2 separate regions of the Zea mays genome follow, and region 2 is linked to region 1. The links are chromatin contacts, called in public Hi-C maps. All regions are on one chromosome and are shown on one strand. The core of a region is the stretch at or near the end of the contact, and the rest is flanking DNA. Distances in the headings are between cores, read along the strand shown.

The links. Hi-C and Micro-C count contacts between places; a contact is called where the count stands out from the background.
Region 2: a contact with region 1 is called in a Hi-C map of bundle sheath, with 4 times the contacts expected there. The contact joins the promoter of LOC103653663 here to the promoter of LOC100283652 in region 1. A contact is called at or near these places in 8 of 25 Hi-C or Micro-C datasets (bundle sheath, ear, endosperm and 3 more).

The regions. Positions count from the first base shown.
Region 1 is chr4:127,598,165-127,603,093 of Zm-B73-REFERENCE-NAM-5.0, forward strand. It overlaps LOC100283652 (gibberellin receptor GID1L2), which reads left to right and starts at 1,891. Exons shown (of 1, transcript NM_001156553.2): 1 at 1,891-3,077. The coding sequence starts at 1,988. The coding sequence ends at 2,986.
Region 2 is chr4:127,780,437-127,785,365 of Zm-B73-REFERENCE-NAM-5.0, forward strand. LOC103653663 (polyadenylate-binding protein RBP47) reads left to right here and starts at 2,166. Exons shown (of 6, transcript XM_008680491.2): 1 at 2,166-2,690; 2 at 3,264-3,717; 3 at 4,177-4,232. The coding sequence starts at 2,304.

The sequences.
Region 1 (4,929 bases), core at 641-3,140:
TCAAACAACCAAAATAAACTTTGTAGATCTTGAGAAGTTATATAGTTTTGTAGTTTGATACTTTTTGATTTGAAGTCATCCTATCAACGAAAACTATATTTGAATTTAAAAAATTAAAAATTTGAATTTCTCAAACCACCTCGAATGGAAAAACCACCAAAATGAAAGTTGTAGGTCTTAAAAAGTTATGAAACTTTTTAATTGACAAATTTTTGATTTGAAATCATCATGCAAAACTATTTTTGAATTCAAAATTTGAAATTTTCAAACGATCTCGGATGAAAAAAACACAAAAATTAAAGTTCTAGGCCTCGAAAAGTTATTTAACTTTATAGTTGACATCTTTTAAATTTGAAATAATCTTATCATATAAAAATACATTTGAAGTTTTCATATTTAAAATCCAAATGTTGTAAACGATCTCGGATGAAAAAACTATTAAATAAAAGTCGTAGGTCTCAAAGAGTTATGCAACTTTGTAGTTAACAACTTTTCCATTTAAATTCATTTAATGTCTCAAATAATCAATTTACTCTCAGTTTGTTATAATACTTGGGAGAGAAAATTTAATATAGACACAAATGATATAAGAGGTGGAGTGGTGGAGAAGGTTGCACATAAGCGAGAGGTTACGAGTTCGAATCTTACTCTCCGTAAAACATGATGTGCAGCCCTTGGTAGTTGGTACTTGAAACTGCTCTCCCAATAAGAGCACACCCTCTAAATTCTAATTCATTATTTGAGAGTTATTAATAAAAAAATTTCTTTCTATGTATTTTTATCATCCAATTATCGCTTCTCTATATGTTATGTGCAAGAGAACATGTAAATAGACTCTTACAACCTTCACCGTACCTTCAGCTGTGGTTAGTCCATTGCTACAATATATTTGTTTGCCTTTACAGTTGATAACATCAAATGAAATTGTCTACAACAATAAGAGCACCCTCTCTAAATTCTAAATTATTATTTGAGAGCTATTAATATAATAATAACTCTCTATATCCTTTTATCCTCCAACTACTGTTTCTCTACATCTTCTGCACAAGAGAGCCTATCTCGTTCTTTATTTTAAGCTATCGAGAAACAACTAGCTAATAAGTTGTTGGGTGATATTTTTTACTAAAATCTATATTTATATTAATTGTTCATTCATCCTTAGTTATAAGATTTTTTTATTTTTATACTATTTTTATCATATATCTAGATATAATATATATATATTGAAATATACTACTCTTCTAAAATTGTAGTCATTTTATCTCTTCGTTTTATATCTATATTCAAATGGACGAAGATAAATATAAATATAAATATAAATATATATATATATATATAATGAATCTATTAATTAAATAAAACCAATTAATTTGGTAGGGAGGGAATATTATATAAGCTATATAGCTTAAAAAGCTAAAGCATCTTATAACTTAAAATGATGAAAGAAAATTCAGAGGTGGGAAAAAGGAGCTTGAAGTTGCTTTGATGTGTCCACGTGTTGCAATAGAAAAAAAAAGATAATGGCATATTTAATGACGGGGGATTTTTCAGGCAGAAAGCACTACTAGCATCACATCAGATCTTCTAGAAGAAAGTGAATTCCTCTTCTCGTGTGTGGAAGAGAAAAAAAATTGAAGGATACGTATATGCGAGACTTGTGCGTCCACAAACAGGTTCCATCAAGGCCGGATAACTGGACACCGCACATCTTTCGGGTCACAGCGAATCGACAAGCTAGCAGTGCCGGCCCTCACGTAGTCAGCAGTCAGCACTGCCGGCGACGCGTAGACCGAGTCCCTCATCAAAGAGTCCGCAACCTACCAAGTACCAACCAACCGCCTGGGCTGGGCAGGCGAGCAAGACAAAGCACGCCAAGCGGCAAGCGCAAGTCCAACAGCCCGCATCGCTCACTCCGTCACTCACTCGGCGCGGCGCCCATCCCCGCGGTTCTCACGAGCGCGCGCGCCTGCGTCCGGCGCCGTCCGCCATGGCGTCGTCCAAGCCTTTATTCCCCTTCCCCGTCCCCGCCCCCGACCCGTCCGACGAGGTCGTGCGCGAGTTCGGCCCGCTGCTCCGGGTCTACAAGAGCGGCCGCATCGAGCGGCCCCTGGTGGCTCCGCCCGTGGAGCCTGGCCACGACGCCGCCACGGGGGTCCAATCCAAGGACGTCCACCTCGGCTCCTACTCGGCCCGCCTCTACCTGCCCCCCGTGGCCGACGCCGGTGCCAAGCTGCCCGTCGTCGTGTTCGTGCACGGCGGCGGCTTCGTGGCCGAGTCCGCCGCCTCGCCCAACTACCACCTCTTCCTCAACAGGCTCGCCGCCGCCTGCCCCGCGCTCGCGGTCTCCGTCGACTACCGCCTGGCGCCCGAGCACCCGCTCCCGGCGGGGTACGACGACTGCCTCGCCGCGCTCAAGTGGGTGCTTTCCGCCGCCGACCCCTGGGTCGCCGCCCACGGGGATCTCGCGCGCGTCTTCGTCGCCGGGGACAGCGCCGGCGGCAACGTCTGCCACTACCTCGCCATCCACCCGGACGTCGTCCAGGCGCAGCAGCAGGGCTGCCCGCCGCCGCTCAAGGGCGCCGTGCTCATCCACCCCTGGTTCTGGGGCTCCGAGGCCGTGGGCGAGGAGCCCAGGGACCCCGCCGTGCGCACCATGGGCGCCGGACTCTGGTTCTTCGCGTGCCCCGATGCTAATAGCATGGAAGACCCGCGGATGAACCCCATGGCGCCCGCCGCACCGGGACTCCACACGCTGGCGTGTGAGCGCGTCATGGTGTGTACCGCGGAGGGCGACTTCCTCAGGTGGCGCGGCCGCGCGTACGCCGAGGCGGTGGCCGCGGCGAGGGGAGGCCGCCTGGGGCAGGCCGCCGGCGTCGAGCTGCTGGAGACCATGGGAGAGGGCCATGTCTTCTTCCTCTTCAAACCCGACTGCGACAAGGCCAAGGAGATGCTGGACAAGATGGCGGCTTTCATCAATGCGCCGTGAACGTGAACGTGATCCGTGACGCGTGCGCCCTTGTTCCTTTGTGTTTGCGTGACAATGTGGAAAATAAAATAATATATTTCAGCTGTTTTGGAAATTTTTGCCCACGCATCGACTAGCCAACTTGATGCCAAATTCATCGTTCACGCAAAATTGGACTACTTCAGGTGAAGAGCATATAATCTATGCTAACGTTACAATTCTGATGAGAGGGGCACACAATTTTGATGAGAAGTCGATAACGGCGGCACGAGCGGCCACGAGGTCACCCTTAAGGGAATGAGAGATAAAAAAATATTTAAATAATACTGATTGAGTAAGGGTTGCTTTGGCGGCATGGCTCCTTGAGCGGGTCTAGTTTGGACTCATCATGAAGCCCTACCAAATGATCACAAAAAAATGTTTCTCGTCAAGAGCCTCTAAAGAGCTATAACCGTTTTTTATTACATCATGATGCCCGAGACATCCACATAGTCATTAACATAGATCAAAGTGCGAAAACGAAACATAGAACCACACGCCCTTCACAGGCAGCCGACTGGAGGTTTGCCGCTAACCCACGCCTAGAACTTATCATAGTCTTGAAACGCCTGAAAATCCTCCACCGGGACTTCATCTTCTCCCGAGCAGTGGTTGCAATGTGGACAACCTGTGGGTTTTGGTGTTATAAAGCAAGGATGGGTACACATCAACAAACTCAGCAATTGTCACGTTTGGCTGTGGTGAACTAGCTTTATGTGGGGTAAGGATCAAGCAGTTGCTTTTAGTTGGTCAATTAATTATTACAACTAGAGAGCCAGGTTTTAGCATTAAACCCAAGCTATTAGCCCAAAAGTACTCCTTCCAAACGAAAAAATACCAAAAATCATAATCGTAATCACCAAAACCATAATTAACCTCATCATCTTCTGTGATTATAGTATCTCTAATCAATGGAGCTACCAAGGCCGCTCATAACCGTGAGCACGACTGATGTATCAGTTTCATAACACTCTGCAGAGGTTACACACTTTACCCACGAGTCGTGATTCCCTCTTGTAACACCCTGAATTTGGGGTATAAAATTTCTTCTCTAATGCCTACCAAATTCAGGAGTTACCTCTTGTTTCTCTCTCTCTAGATTTCTTCTCTCTCTTTTTATTAGAACTATGTCTAGTTTATAGGGGATTAACTATTTATTTAATATAGCAAAACCTATGTGAGTCATGAAATATTGCATCATGCTGAGCCTAAATTATTATTTTGGTTGATGTACATGTTTGAATTAGTTTGAATTTGAATTGGGTTTGAATTTGATTTGAAATCCATAGAGAAAATAAAAAGAAAAACATTTGGAAAATTGTAAAGCCCAAAATTGGTAGAAGGAAAAAATAATAAAATAAATAAATACATTTGTAATAAGGTTTTGAGAATTTTTTTAACCTTTAAAATTTATTAGGACCTTTTTTTATAATCAATTAAGGATATTAACATAGTCATGTAACCAATAAATGAATAAAAGAGTGGGCATCTTATACTTATGAATTTGTGGTGATACATTTTATTGAAATAAGGAATCATAATTTAAATTTGACCTTAATTTTTTAAATGAAAACGTAAAATAGAAAATGAGAAAGTAAATTTTAATGAAGTCATTTAGTCCTTCCATAAATAAATAATAGGGAAAAGAATAAATAATAATATTATAAACAGTATAGTTTATATTCACATTAGGATTATTTTGACACTAGAAATTTGAAGTTCAAAACATGAGTTTGAATTTGAATTGGATTTGAAAAGGGAATAGAAAAGAAAAAGAAAATGAATTCTGTTTGGGCCGCCAGAATGGAAATTCGCCATCCCTTCCTTTCTCTCGGCCCAACATCGCGCGCCTCAACTCATCCCGCCTCCGCGCCAGACACCTGCCGCCCGGGCCCACCTGGTCAGTCGCTCTGCACATGACCTCC
Region 2 (4,929 bases), core at 916-3,415, 180 kb after region 1:
TGTCTGAATGATATCATATGATTATTCATGTTTTGTATGTGTCATATGATCCTGCTTTCCATTGTATATTGAGATGATGAAGGTACGTCCTTCATGACCTTCGTCTGAAGATCATTATATCCTAAGGGAAATAATGCTTCGAAGGACGAAGGTCTTTAATCATTAACTTTTGTGTTGCCTTGTTCTTAATTCATAGCATTTGAGAACAAGTCCCCAACAGAACCCATACCAAATCACCATGTTCTAATTTTAGCTCCTTCCTACCTTTACTAGTAGCAATGCAATACTTTCGTTCATCTTTTCAATTTGCAACTGAGTTGTTTCATGCAACTTAAGTATAAATACAAAACATTGTGTAGCATTTGTAGAAAATGGTGACGCCTAAGAGGGGGTGAATTAGGACTTCTAAAAACTTCTTTCTTAACTAGGCCACAAAATAAACCTTAGAACAAAACCTATGTAAATAAGCAATCTAGAATGTGCAAACTAAGTTTTGTCTATGTGTTGCTATCTCTACCACAAAAGGAGTTATGCAACCTAAGTTCCAATCCTTTATATTATACACTAAGAAGAGTAGAGATTGCAACTTAAGTAGAGAGAGAGAGAGTAAATGCGGAAGATTAAAGAGCTAGTAGAGAAAGCATAGGTTTTGTTCTAAGGTTAGTTAGACCGTTATTGCTCTTTTGCTCTAGGTGATTAGCGTAGGTATTTTGCGAAGTGCTTTAGGTTAGTTAGACTACTATTGCGCTTTTGCTCTAGGTTGTTCCAAGTTAGTTAAGTGAGTTTAAAATAGTAAAAAAGTATCCTAGTCACTTTTAGCTCCTAAGGAGGAGCTAAACTTTAGTCAATTTGCTTTAACTCTTGGATCAAAACAAGCCTTTAGACGAATTTATAAGGGAGTTTAGGCTACTATCATGTTATGCTATATCTGGTTACTGAAAATTACATTACCGCATGTTATATAAATATATAATATATTATTTATGTGGATAGTTCTAAGAAATATTATAATCATTTTCATCTTATTGTGTTTGTTCCATTTCATATTAAATTAGCAACATGGTAGTATATATACTAAAATGGATTGTGTCTATATGCAAGCATTAAATACCTTGCAAACAGTTAAATAAATAACCTATTGTATACTAGCATATAGTCCGTGCTAACGCTATGATCCCAGAGATGGAGGAGAGAGGTCGACGATGACGAGGGGGAATGAGTGATGATGTAAGATCCAAATAATATTGTACATGGATTTGAGTAAGAGAGAAGATGTTATCCATCGATCTGAATCGTTGGTTTTGATTTTGTGTTAAGTATGATGTAATTTGTTTGGTGGATATAATGGATGATATGATTGTGTGGATGATTTGATTCTGTGTTTTGTAAAGTTTAAACTGGTGAATTATATAGTGCTATAGATATATGGTCTGTTTGGTTCAACTTTTTTCTGACCAACTTTTATGAGAATCTGGCTGTGAGAAGAATCTGATTGTGGAGAGAATTTGATTATCGTTAGAATTATGTGCGGAGGAAGATGAATATATTCATAGGGTTCAGGATCTAGAAAGTAATGGATTCCTACTATTACAATAACTCGACGAATTATGTGTTTATATTGATTTTGGATAGTTTTTAACAAATCAAGTTTTATAAAAGTTGGGTATTTGGTATTCAACATCAACTTTTGGTGGCCAGAACTTATGAAAAGCTGAAACAATCATGACCATAGTTACGTGTTATAATCTAAAGACTAGCTTCGTCCATAGATTATACATGCCCAAACGTCATGCTAATTACTTTCACGTAATCTGCTACTGAAATTAATGATTTTGTAGCATTCCATGTTTTTTAATGCGACTGGTTCCAAATCTACAGACAGTCACTTCAAGTCCAGTTACCGGCCCAGCCTATTATTGCCTGGTAACTGAGCCACATTTCGTCCAGAAATAGCAAAACATCAGCCGCATGCCCGCATATCCACAAAAGTAGCAGCAGCGCCAGCGGCCAGCCGCCAGCGCACCACCCCATTCGACCATTCCCTAAAATCTCCTACTCCGTACCCTACCGGGCCCATGCGTCAGTGTCTTCAACGCCCACCCATCGAACGGCCGCGCCATCGCGAAATCCTAGATCGCACGGCCGAGATCTCTCAGCAACGACATATAAAAATGTAGCGTCAGCCTCTGCGCACGAGCTCTCTCCTCTCTTTCCGCCTCCATCCGACCACCCCCGCGAGCTTCGACAGTTCGACACACGCGGCCGCCCCTTCCCGGCTCCAGCCACACCCCCCGGAGGCGGCGATGCAGATGGCAGCGGCAGTTGCCCCCACCGACGCCCCGGCCTCGGCGTCTGCGGCGGCGGCGCCCTCCCGCCCCCACGCGCACGCCGCGGCAGCGGTGGCGGCCGCGTCGCCTCACCCGCACGCACTGCATCCGCATCACCATATGCCGCAACCGCGGTGGGTGGTCATCCCATACCCTCCTCCACACCATCCCATGGTGGCCGCGCCGCCGCCACCTTCTCTGCAGTTTGTGAAGCATTTTACGCCGCCGTCCTCGGTAACACCGCCGCCGCCGACTGGATCCGGCGGGAACGGGGGCGAGGATAACCGGACCATCTGGGTGGGCGACCTGCAGTACTGGATGGACGAAAACTATCTTCACAGCTGCTTCGGCTCTAGCGGCGAGGTTCCTTCTCTCTCACAGAGCCTGCTCCTCCTCTGATCCAGCATTATCCGTACTGGATCTCTCGAATCCAGCTAGGTTTATTCCATGGCTTAGTGTTGATTCGTCTATACTGTGCTGTAACAGGCTTAGTGGCGTAGTTTTGCGGCAAATCCTGGTTTGGTAACGAAAAAGGAATATGTGATATTATTCTGTTGAATTGTGTTGGTAAGGTAGCAACGTAGTCACATTCTCAGTTAAGGCTACTGTATTTGATCTAAATGGATTATCACTTTAATATATTGTTCACGAATGTCTGTGTTTCTTTGAGAGACTTGCTCTACCACTAACTATCTTTTATTCCATTCATTACTGATTGCCAATTAGCTAGTTATCTGCTATTGTGTTGTTATAAGGTAGTGAAGTCATCAGTTTTTCAGTTAAGACCACTATGTTTGGCTTAAATGGTTTACCCTTTTCTTTGCTGCATCAAGTAAGATTTTGTTGTCTTTTCTTTGAGAGATTTGCTCCATCATTACGTTACCATTTTCTCCATGCGTTACTAATTGCTGTATCACTATTCATCTGCTATTGTAGGTGGTGAATATTAAAGTCATTCGCAATAGACACTCGGGAGTTTCTGAGGGTTATGGTTTTATAGAGTTTTATACTCACGTTTCAGCAGAGAAGGCACTGCAGAATTTTTCTGGTCACGTAATGCCTAATACTGACCGGGCTTTTAAGTTAAACTGGGCATCATATAGTATGGGAGAAAAACGCTCGGAAATTTCGTCTGATCACTCGATATTTGTTGGCGATTTGGCTGTTGATGTTACTGATGCGATGTTGCTGGAACTTTTTTCTAACAAATACCGATCGGTGAAAGGAGCTAAAGTTATTATTGATGCAAACACAGGCCGTTCTAGAGGCTACGGCTTTGTTAGGTTTGGAGATGATAATGACAAAATTCATGCAATGACTGAAATGAATGGTGTTTACTGTTCCACAAGACCAATTCGTGTAGGACCAGCGACTCCTAGAAGATCTCAAGGTATTTCCAGAATTGAAGTTTTTTATTTAGGCTGTGACTCCAGTTACTATTTTACAAATCTATAATGCTTTTTTCCATATTCCATGATCTTGACTATATATTAGTCAATGCTATCTGTTGAGAATTTTATTGCTACCATAGAAATTTCCCTGTTACAAATATGCAATGAGTTCCACACATATAACTGGGAGTTGTAACAATCAATTTTGTGGCATATCTATTCTTTATTGCTCAATGCTATGAGTTTTTAAGGTGGTGGTTATATTTCAATATTTTGGGTAGATGTAACATGTTACTACATGCATCGTGCATACATCTTCAAATAGGTCATATTTTGGGGGCCTGGTTTTCCTATCATCTACTCCAGTAATTGGGGCTCTATCGGCTGGTGTGCAGGTTTTTTTTAAACATAATTTTCCCATTTGACATGCCTTTTGATTTTATAGTTGCTTATTTTAGGTGATTCTGGCACTTCTCCACCAAGGCAATCTCATGTTGACTCTACTAACAGGACGGTATGCTCCACTTGTTAGTGGGTTTGGTTATCTTAAGCGCATCTGTTTACTGATAAGAGTTATTACTAGCCTCGCTCTACTTTACTTGCTGTTGGACTTGGAAAGTTCTCTCATGCATGCCTTTCATCATTAGTTTTTTTTGGGAAAATATGTTTGCGGAAGGTGAAAAAAGTATATAGCGACGCAAAATGCTTTTGGGAGCTAAATATGTTCCGCAAAAAGTAAAAAAAGTATATAGTGATATGAAAAATTCTTTTGAGATAGTGTTGCAGCCTTCTATTGAAGACAAACATGTGTTCAGTATTGCCCCAGACGGTAACTATTCAGCTAAAGTGGCTTACGAAGGGTTCTTCATGGGATCTACCTATTTCAGCCACTTCTTCGGTCAGAGGTCTGGTTAGCAAGGGGCTCAATTCTCTGATTGTTTTGGGGGCCTACATTATCTGGAACCATCACAACAAATGTGTCTTTGATAACTGGAATCCTAATGTGTCTTTAGTCATTAGGATGGCTCTGGATGAAAATGGATGTGGGAAATGGCTAGGGCTAAAGGACTTTCCTATCTGTCTGCCCCTCTTCTTGAGGTTTAGCCTCGGGGGGAGTTTTTTTTCGAAAAACGCAGGAGAACTGCGCCTCATTATATTAAGAAGAAAAAACAAGGTCTAAGGAGACCAGATACAATAAGACAGACTTCCTT